Linked DNA regions of Anas platyrhynchos: region 2 is linked to region 1. A link is a contact called in public Hi-C data. All regions are on one chromosome and are shown on one strand. The core of a region is the stretch at or near the end of the contact, and the rest is flanking DNA. Distances in the headings are between cores, read along the strand shown. Region 1 overlaps PALLD (palladin, cytoskeletal associated protein). Region 2 overlaps PALLD (palladin, cytoskeletal associated protein).

Evidence for each region. A called contact is a pair of places that touch in the nucleus more often than the background predicts.
Region 2: a contact with region 1 is called in a Hi-C map of skeletal muscle, with 4 times the contacts expected there. The contact joins two enhancer-like sites. A contact is called at or near these places in 2 of 8 Hi-C or Micro-C datasets (F5 follicle and skeletal muscle).

The regions. Positions count from the first base shown.
Region 1 is chr4:29,577,072-29,580,731 of IASCAAS_PekinDuck_T2T, reverse strand. The region is part of intron 14 of PALLD (palladin, cytoskeletal associated protein); the gene reads left to right. LOC106016806 (a long non-coding RNA gene) reads right to left here. Exons shown (of 3, transcript XR_005265482.2): 3 at 2,103-3,660. Among named protein-coding and RNA genes, the nearest start is that of CBR4, 35 kb to the right of the region's middle. Within about 2 kb of position 1,626, at least 3 of the 8 cell types and tissues checked have an H3K27ac peak or open chromatin away from gene starts, as enhancers often do.
Region 2 is chr4:29,720,607-29,724,418 of IASCAAS_PekinDuck_T2T, reverse strand. The region is part of intron 2 of PALLD (palladin, cytoskeletal associated protein); the gene reads left to right. Among named protein-coding and RNA genes, the nearest start is that of PALLD, 32 kb to the left of the region's middle. Within about 2 kb of position 2,203, at least 1 of the 8 cell types and tissues checked has an H3K27ac peak or open chromatin away from gene starts, as enhancers often do.

The DNA.
Region 1 (3,660 bases), core at 377-2,876:
TTCAGGAACCAGTGTGGTGCCTCGGCATTCTTCAGCACTGCAGAGTTTATATCTACACGCTCTAATAAGATTTAATTTTGTTGAAGGTTAGAGGAAGGCAGACTCAAATACCGTAAGCTCCCATATATCCCAATAGCAAGATGAGACATGATGGTGAGTTTTGTAATGATGAGCTTCTGAGGGAGTGTTGGGCTTGGGAAGCATTTCCTTTTAGCAAATGCACAAGTACCAGCTGCATGATGTCAGTAGTCTGGAATAATGCCTTTCTTTGGTAGGTGGTATTTAATCATTTCAAAAATTGCCTGGCAGTCAACCGACTCATTAGGTAGCAAGCAAACAGCAGCAGCGTCCTACTCCTTGTCAAAGCCAGCGTGTTCCCTTTGAGGTCCTTGCAGTTCTTACAGTGACCCCTTGTGGCTAGGGGCTCTTTTTACCTCCTACATCGGAGCGAATGTGAAAATCTCTGGTATAAGTTGTACAGGTATTGAGGATTTTGAACGGATTTTATGTGTCCGATGCTATAAGTGTATGTTATTGCACAAACTGTCAATAGGAGAAATGGATTTTGTCAGGTAGCAGAAAAAGGGGCAGACAAGGAGGAGCAAATCTGTAGAATGAGCTCTCTGTCCCTGCGTGCATTTCAGGAGGTTTCACTGCAGGATGGCTCTCATCTCATCCCACAGAGTGCAGCAGATGCAGCACATTAGATGTGTTCTTGGAGCACATTTTCTGGCTCAGTTTCATCTGAAAGGGGTCCAATTCTGTGCTCCAAGACCACTTCACAATGCGAACCACTGCAATGTAAGTGGGGGTGATCAGGATACTCGTATCAAAAAAAGCACTCCTGCTTCAAGCTGGAGCTAGTGTAGACACGCTGAGAAGCCCGAGTGATACCAACCCTTTGGTGTCCAGCATTACTTTGGGGATGACCGTAAGGAAAAGCCTGTTGCACTGAATAAGGGCAGAAGGCGGATCACGGCGTTGCTGTTAGAGGTATAGTGTGCTCATTTTGCCTGGAGCTTATGACTAAGTTGCTGAACGACCTATTATGAGTCAGCCTTAGTCAACTGTAGCCATTCCCTTCTTTTCACAGTTTTCAATTAAGGTGTAGTTTCACAGTCACTTTAATCTGATTTAAGACAGATGAAAGAGGATGTCTCTTCTTCCTTCCCTTGCTCTCCTTGTTTTGGTATTAGCAGCTGCATGGCCAGGAGACCACATTGTTAATGCTTTCTTTAAAGGATCGCGGTATAAAGGAGTAGCTGCTGTGAACACGCTCGGATTCAGATAGGATTCAGATACGACTCTGTTTTTGTGCAGTGTCAAAGCATGCATGTTAAGTGATTTGCTCTTGCACCTGGGATTATGGCCCTTTATTCCATTCACTTGCAGATGGTTGGTGTGATTTCTCAAGGTGCTTGGGACAGAACTAATTCCAGGGCCGTTGGATAGCTACCTGTTAGCTGGATACTCAAAGGCTCTATCATCCCCTCACCTTCTTGAGCATGCCAAGACAGCAGTTTTGTAATGCTCAATAGTTGAGGGCTGTCCTGCTGTCATTTGTTGAAGCTGGAAGTCTTGCCCCCGAATAAATTCTTTACTTTGGCAAATGAAAAGCTGGAAATAATTTACTAACTTAAAGCTCCTCCCTTCTAAGTATTCTGTCAGCTCTGCCAAGGAATGGCTTTGGGAAGGACTGTAGTGTTTCTAAAATCTGGCATTGATTACGAGGGATTTTTCTAAAGCAGGGTTATTGGCTTGATTATTTTTTCCCCCTGAACATGCCATGTAAATTGAATACTGATGTGCAAATTCTGTCTTCATAAATATGACTTTTTAAATCTGAGTGTACTTTTGTTGTAACTTTCAGCATAATGTAAAACTATTTTCTCATTAAAATGAGAACCTGTGGTAATACAAGAGGGATTGTGGAATACTTCTTTTTAAGGGATATTTCTCTTTAGAATTAGGAAAATGCCATATGAAAGGTTAATTGAGACTTGAATGTTGCACAAAGCTTGTACCGATCTCTGTTCACATGGCTGAATATAATTCATAGTGATTAAAAATGACTGTTCTACCCAAGATCAAAAACCCTTTCTTACTGTGTATTCCGTTGTATTTCTAGTCATTACACATTGGTTTCTGAAAATCTGGTACAAATAAAAGCAATCCAGATGCAGTGCTTGGTGCTTACGTAGTTTAATCATACATTTATTAAAAGGTGTCCTAGAAAGAAAATACTTTACTGCAAGGGCCATTGTCTCCAACAGTGGTAGCGTTTTACTTATTAACTCCATGTCAGATAAAGGCAACATTAGGAATCTACCACACGTAAGTAAAACCAATCAATGTCAATTGTTTTAAACCTAGTGGAAATGAGTATTGGACAACATATGTATGATGTTTGGATAGCTGGTTCAGTTAATATTTGTGTGTATTTCCATGTAATAATTCCTGGCATGTCTCTTGATATTTCTGATAAGTGCATTGTTATTGAATAATTGCTACTTAATGCAGTAGATTTCCAAGCAGCATTATGACACATGTAAAGCATGCAAGTTAAAACTCATTTTTTGCAGCTATGTTGTTACCAACATCCATTAGCATGTGTATATAAGCGATCAAATATCTCTTGCATCTCCAGTAAGTGCTCTGTCAGCAGACGAGAAGACATTACCAAATCTTTTGTTAGCACCGCAGAGTCTCTGCAAGCCTGCTGACAGACAAAATGGGAAACAAGTATAACCAGCTATTGAGGAAATGAAATCATTTCTAGTTACACATAATGCTTGTTAATATAAAAACCATACATGGTAATTAATTTTTAAGGGAAATTTCCATTCATTCTCTCCCAAACGTTCTCTATTGTGTTTTAGTGCAATTTAAAAGTAGACCCTTAACTCTTCCCACAAGTGAATGAATTTAGAGCTTTGAAACGTTGGCAAATGCGAAGAACGTACTCTGTATAATGCTAGCAAATGAAATTCTATTAGGAATTATGCTTTGCTTCATTTTTACTGGAAAACAGGCACCCTCTCCTCGCTATAAGACCTAAATTCTCACTTCAGGAGTTGCTATGAGGAAAACTTTTTGGTTTTCCTCCTGCAAGCAGTCTGCCAGCAATGCAGCCAGGACAAAATACAATTACCTTTGTTGCATGGTAAAAGCCAGACCTGTCATCTGTTGTGTTAGTAATTGATCCTGCTTGTCAGAGAGGGACTTGTTCTTCTCCCTCCTTTGGCAGTAGTGGTGAGTCAGAAACACATTGTATTTGGATGTTCCTTTGCCTGTCCCATCAGAGAAATGACTTCACAAGTGGTACCTTCAAAGTCCTGGATGAAGGCAGCGCATACAGCAACTCCGTCTTCTCCTGCCCCCCGCAGGCCTTTCTGGCCAGCAGGAGCATGCAGCCAGAAAGCTTCACCTGCTGGAGGGACAGGTGTCAGGCCCCGGTGGCTTGGCTGGGCCACCATGAGGGGCTTACTGGCCACCAGAGGGGGGCTCGGCTGGGGCATAGCCCCCGCATTCCCCCAGCGACACCTCCTCACTTGCACCAGCAGCCTCCCAGGGACATGCCCACCAGCAAAGGCAGAGCACAGCACCAGGGGTGAATTTAAGATAATTTGGGAGCCTAAAACCACCAGAATAACTGTTTAC
Region 2 (3,812 bases), core at 954-3,453, 140 kb before region 1:
ACATGTCCTTGTCTGGGGAGCAGCCAGCTGTACTGCTACATGCTTTGCAGTGATGTCAAGCAGGGTTATCCAGAACGGTTGCATAAGCATGCATATTACAAAAAGGGTGCAAAATCCAATAGGAGAGTGTGATTTCTGATGGAGACAGGCTTACATGTGCCTACAGTCTGTCTGTATCAATCAGTCAGGCTCCTGTGCTTGTTATCAAAATCTATCTAGAATGTAAATAGCTGTCTTAAAAATGAAACTAAATCCAAATTAATCCTGTCTTTTCTCTAGTACTGTAGATACTGCAGAACATTTTTTAAGATAACAAAAAGTGGGATTACAAAAGCAAAAAATTGAAGCTCTGTATCAGCAGAAAAAGTGTGCTGTTCCTGATAAACAATGTGAACAGAAAGCCAATAGCTTCTATTCCATATAAATATTTAAATCTTACATACAATTTCACAAAGCTTCCACATGTTTAAAGAAATCTCTCCCTTTAAAAAGGAATACAGCATTAACGATGAGCTGCTACCAAGCATCCATTTTGCAGTTCCATTTTCGTCTTGCAGAACAAATGGCAGTTGTAGCCCTAACATAAAACAAGTTCATGAGCCTCTGACTTCATGATGCTGGTTTAATAATGCATGTGGACTATCTGACCATCTTACCTGTTTGTTGGCATCTGTCCTTGTTTTCCTTTTCTCTCTTTTCTGTTCTGAAGAATATGAAAAGAAACCATAAATGCCGTGATGTGTGTGTGTGTGTGCGCGTTTGAATGTATATTTACAGGGAAGGCAAGGAATATCTTAGTACACAGATAGGATGATGCTTTCAAAATTGATGGTGCAATTTGAGATACTTAACATGGATCATGCCATTAGGTCTAAGTAGTTCAAAGGCTTTGCAGTCTTTTCTCCAGTACTTCAATTGCGCAGTTATCTAGTCTGATCACTTTTATTCAGCCAATAATGCATGTTGAAATGCATACATTTTAAAACAAATATGCTTTTTGCTATGTACTAGCAATTTTTATAAAAAATATTGTTGTTGACACTTGTGTATATTGACCTATTTGCTCTTTAAATTAGAATACAATTTCACATCCCCAGTAATTTGCATTTCTAGCATCTTTCAGTTGTCTTTCCACGTCACTCAGCAGCTTGCTGCTCTTCTGAAGAGTAATACGAGTAATATAAGAGGAAATACAAACTGCATGTCTAGAAACCATCTAGATCTGGCCAGGCTTATCCCCTCTTCCCACACTAGAAGTGTGAATGCGATTCAGCAAGCTACATGCTTGACAGACAGTAGGTGTCTTTACAATAGGCAGACTTCCTTCTGCAGACGCTTCTGTTGAAAGTTCCTGTGCAAGTCCTCCTACAGATATCTCACAAAGCAAGACGTGTAGTGTTTGCAAAAGGATGCTCTCGGAACTGGAAAGATGTGCGTGGAACTAGGGTGGTCCAGACAGATTTAACCCAGATTATGTAGGCTTTTGGTGTTGTTTTGGCTACTTTACAAAGCAGGTAAACTGCCGGCAGAAAATGGAGCACTATTACTTAACAAGCTTTAATTTCTTTGTGAGGCTACAGCATAGCAATAGCTTGCTGCCTCCACCAAATCTAGGGCCCTGGTGTTTGGAATTGTATAAATATAGAATAAATAAGTAAGTTTATTTCTATTTCCCAAGTGCAGAGATCACTGCAACAAGTAGTAATAAATTGATATTAATCATATCTAATTTAGGAGTAGGCAGAGGCTAAGGGAAGGGAAAGGAAAGGTAAGTTTTTCTTCATTTGCTACACACTTAAAATGTCTTCCATTTTAAAGAAGGAGCTGGCATTTCCAGGCGGTGTCCAAAAGGGAGGCTGTGAACAAAGTTTGGCAAACACAGATGCTCTGTCCATGTCCTGGGAGCCCTGACTGGCATGTGGCAGTGAGATATTCCTTCTGGCACCGCGTGCCTTGATGATCTGCTGAGTCCCTGGCATAGCAATCTGTGTAGCAAAGATCTGTGAAGACATCAAGGACTTGGCAGCATTGTATGCAACTTAGCAATACAAGCCTCAATTTGCCAACAGGTATTGCTGCATGAGTTCATTCACTGAACGAAGAAACAAAAGCCAGCTTTTCACTGAGTTGAGAGGGAAAGAGAACTTCTTGCCAGCTGCATTACTCATTAGTCCTCTTAACCTAGCTTAACCCTTTTGTGCACAGCGAAGCTGTGAAGAAGCAAGGAGTGTTTGAATGCTTTGTGGATGCTTTCTGCATTTGTTCATCAACTGTTAGAAAGCAGCTGGCCATGCTGCAAGAGTGAAACTTTAGGAATGTGTTTCCAGATCTGCTTGGGCAGCTTGCCCTCCAGTTTGTGAGGCTATAGTTGAAGGTATGCAAAGATCAGAGATACTGTACTGGAGAGCAGCAGGATGTCTGCTTAAGACATTTGGGATAGCGTATGCATGGAGTATCCATTTTTCACCGTAAATCCTGTTTGCCATGCAATTAGCTCAGAGCTCTCTTTGCAGAGTGATGTGAAATGTGATCAGCTTTTGCTCTAAAACACACATGCAATCGCTCTGCTTTTGTTTTCGTATAGCGGTTACTGCTGCTCATGCCATACTGAGATATTTTGACATATGGACAGGGTGTGACTTCTCTCTTAAATAAAATAAGTCTGAAGGAAGACAACAGGTCAATAGCACTTCCTCCCCTAATGCAAGCTGAAAGGGGTATGAAGTATGTAGGTTACAGGGAGTCACAGAGCAGACAGCAACCTCAATTCCTGCTGCATGGCTCTCAGGGCTCCTGCTCCGGCTGCCAGTAGTGCTATAGCTCTCTGGCTGTCTACAAGGACTGAGGAGAAATTTTTAGGCAGGCAGCATTACCTACTGATTACTTAAGACCACCCAAGTGAGGCAGCATCTCACTGACAAGTGAATGTGAGCAGGCAAAAAGGGCTCTGAGGAAGAGGCAGAGGGAAGGTACGTGCTGCAGGAATAATGCTCTTGGGGTAAGGCGCCCCAGCTTCTCCCACCTAACGGCCTCCTGCCTAATCCTTGCAATATCTGGGGCTGACCTGTAACACTGCACCTAAGGAAAGGCCTGCTGTGGGAGAAGACAGCCCTCATTTAAAAGCTGCAATTCAAAAAGCTCATTTGCTGCACTGTATTAATTGCCCAGACGCTTGTACGTGACAACTTCACCCAGTCTTTTCCAGGTGTCCTTAAGCTTTCTTCTATGTGAAACTTTGCAAGTTCAGCTTCATCACAGAAATCTTTTACATGAAATGAAATTAGGAAAGTTTTTTTTCTATAACAAGACTTGTCTGACACTGTTACTGTTTCACTGATTCCGTTTGTTTGTTGTTCTTTCATCTTGCCACCACCAAAAACAAACAAACCCAAGTGAAAAGCCTTGGTTAAAAGTGCATGGGATTTCAAAGGGCTGCGGGGGGGACAAGAAAACCACCAGCTACACGCTAGCTCACTGTAAGAAAAGCAGTGGGCTAGGTGGCCTTTTGTGTAGGCCCTGCTCTTAGAGTATCCCAAACTTCACTTGCCTTCTGGATGCAGCTCCACAGCACTTGCCCCAGCTCTCCTTGGTGTGACCACACTCAAATCCTGCCTTCCCTTCAGCTGGATATTTCTGCCTCCTTCTAGCATAATATCTTTGAGCTGGAGGTCAATTTCAAACAGAATTTATCAAAAGTAGAGATTTCAAAGTTAGCTAGTCCAAAGCTCTGTTAAAATAAGAAACCCAACTTAATTTACCTGCTGAGCTTAGGGCTTCTTTGTTCGCACAACTCATTATGCAAAATTATTATT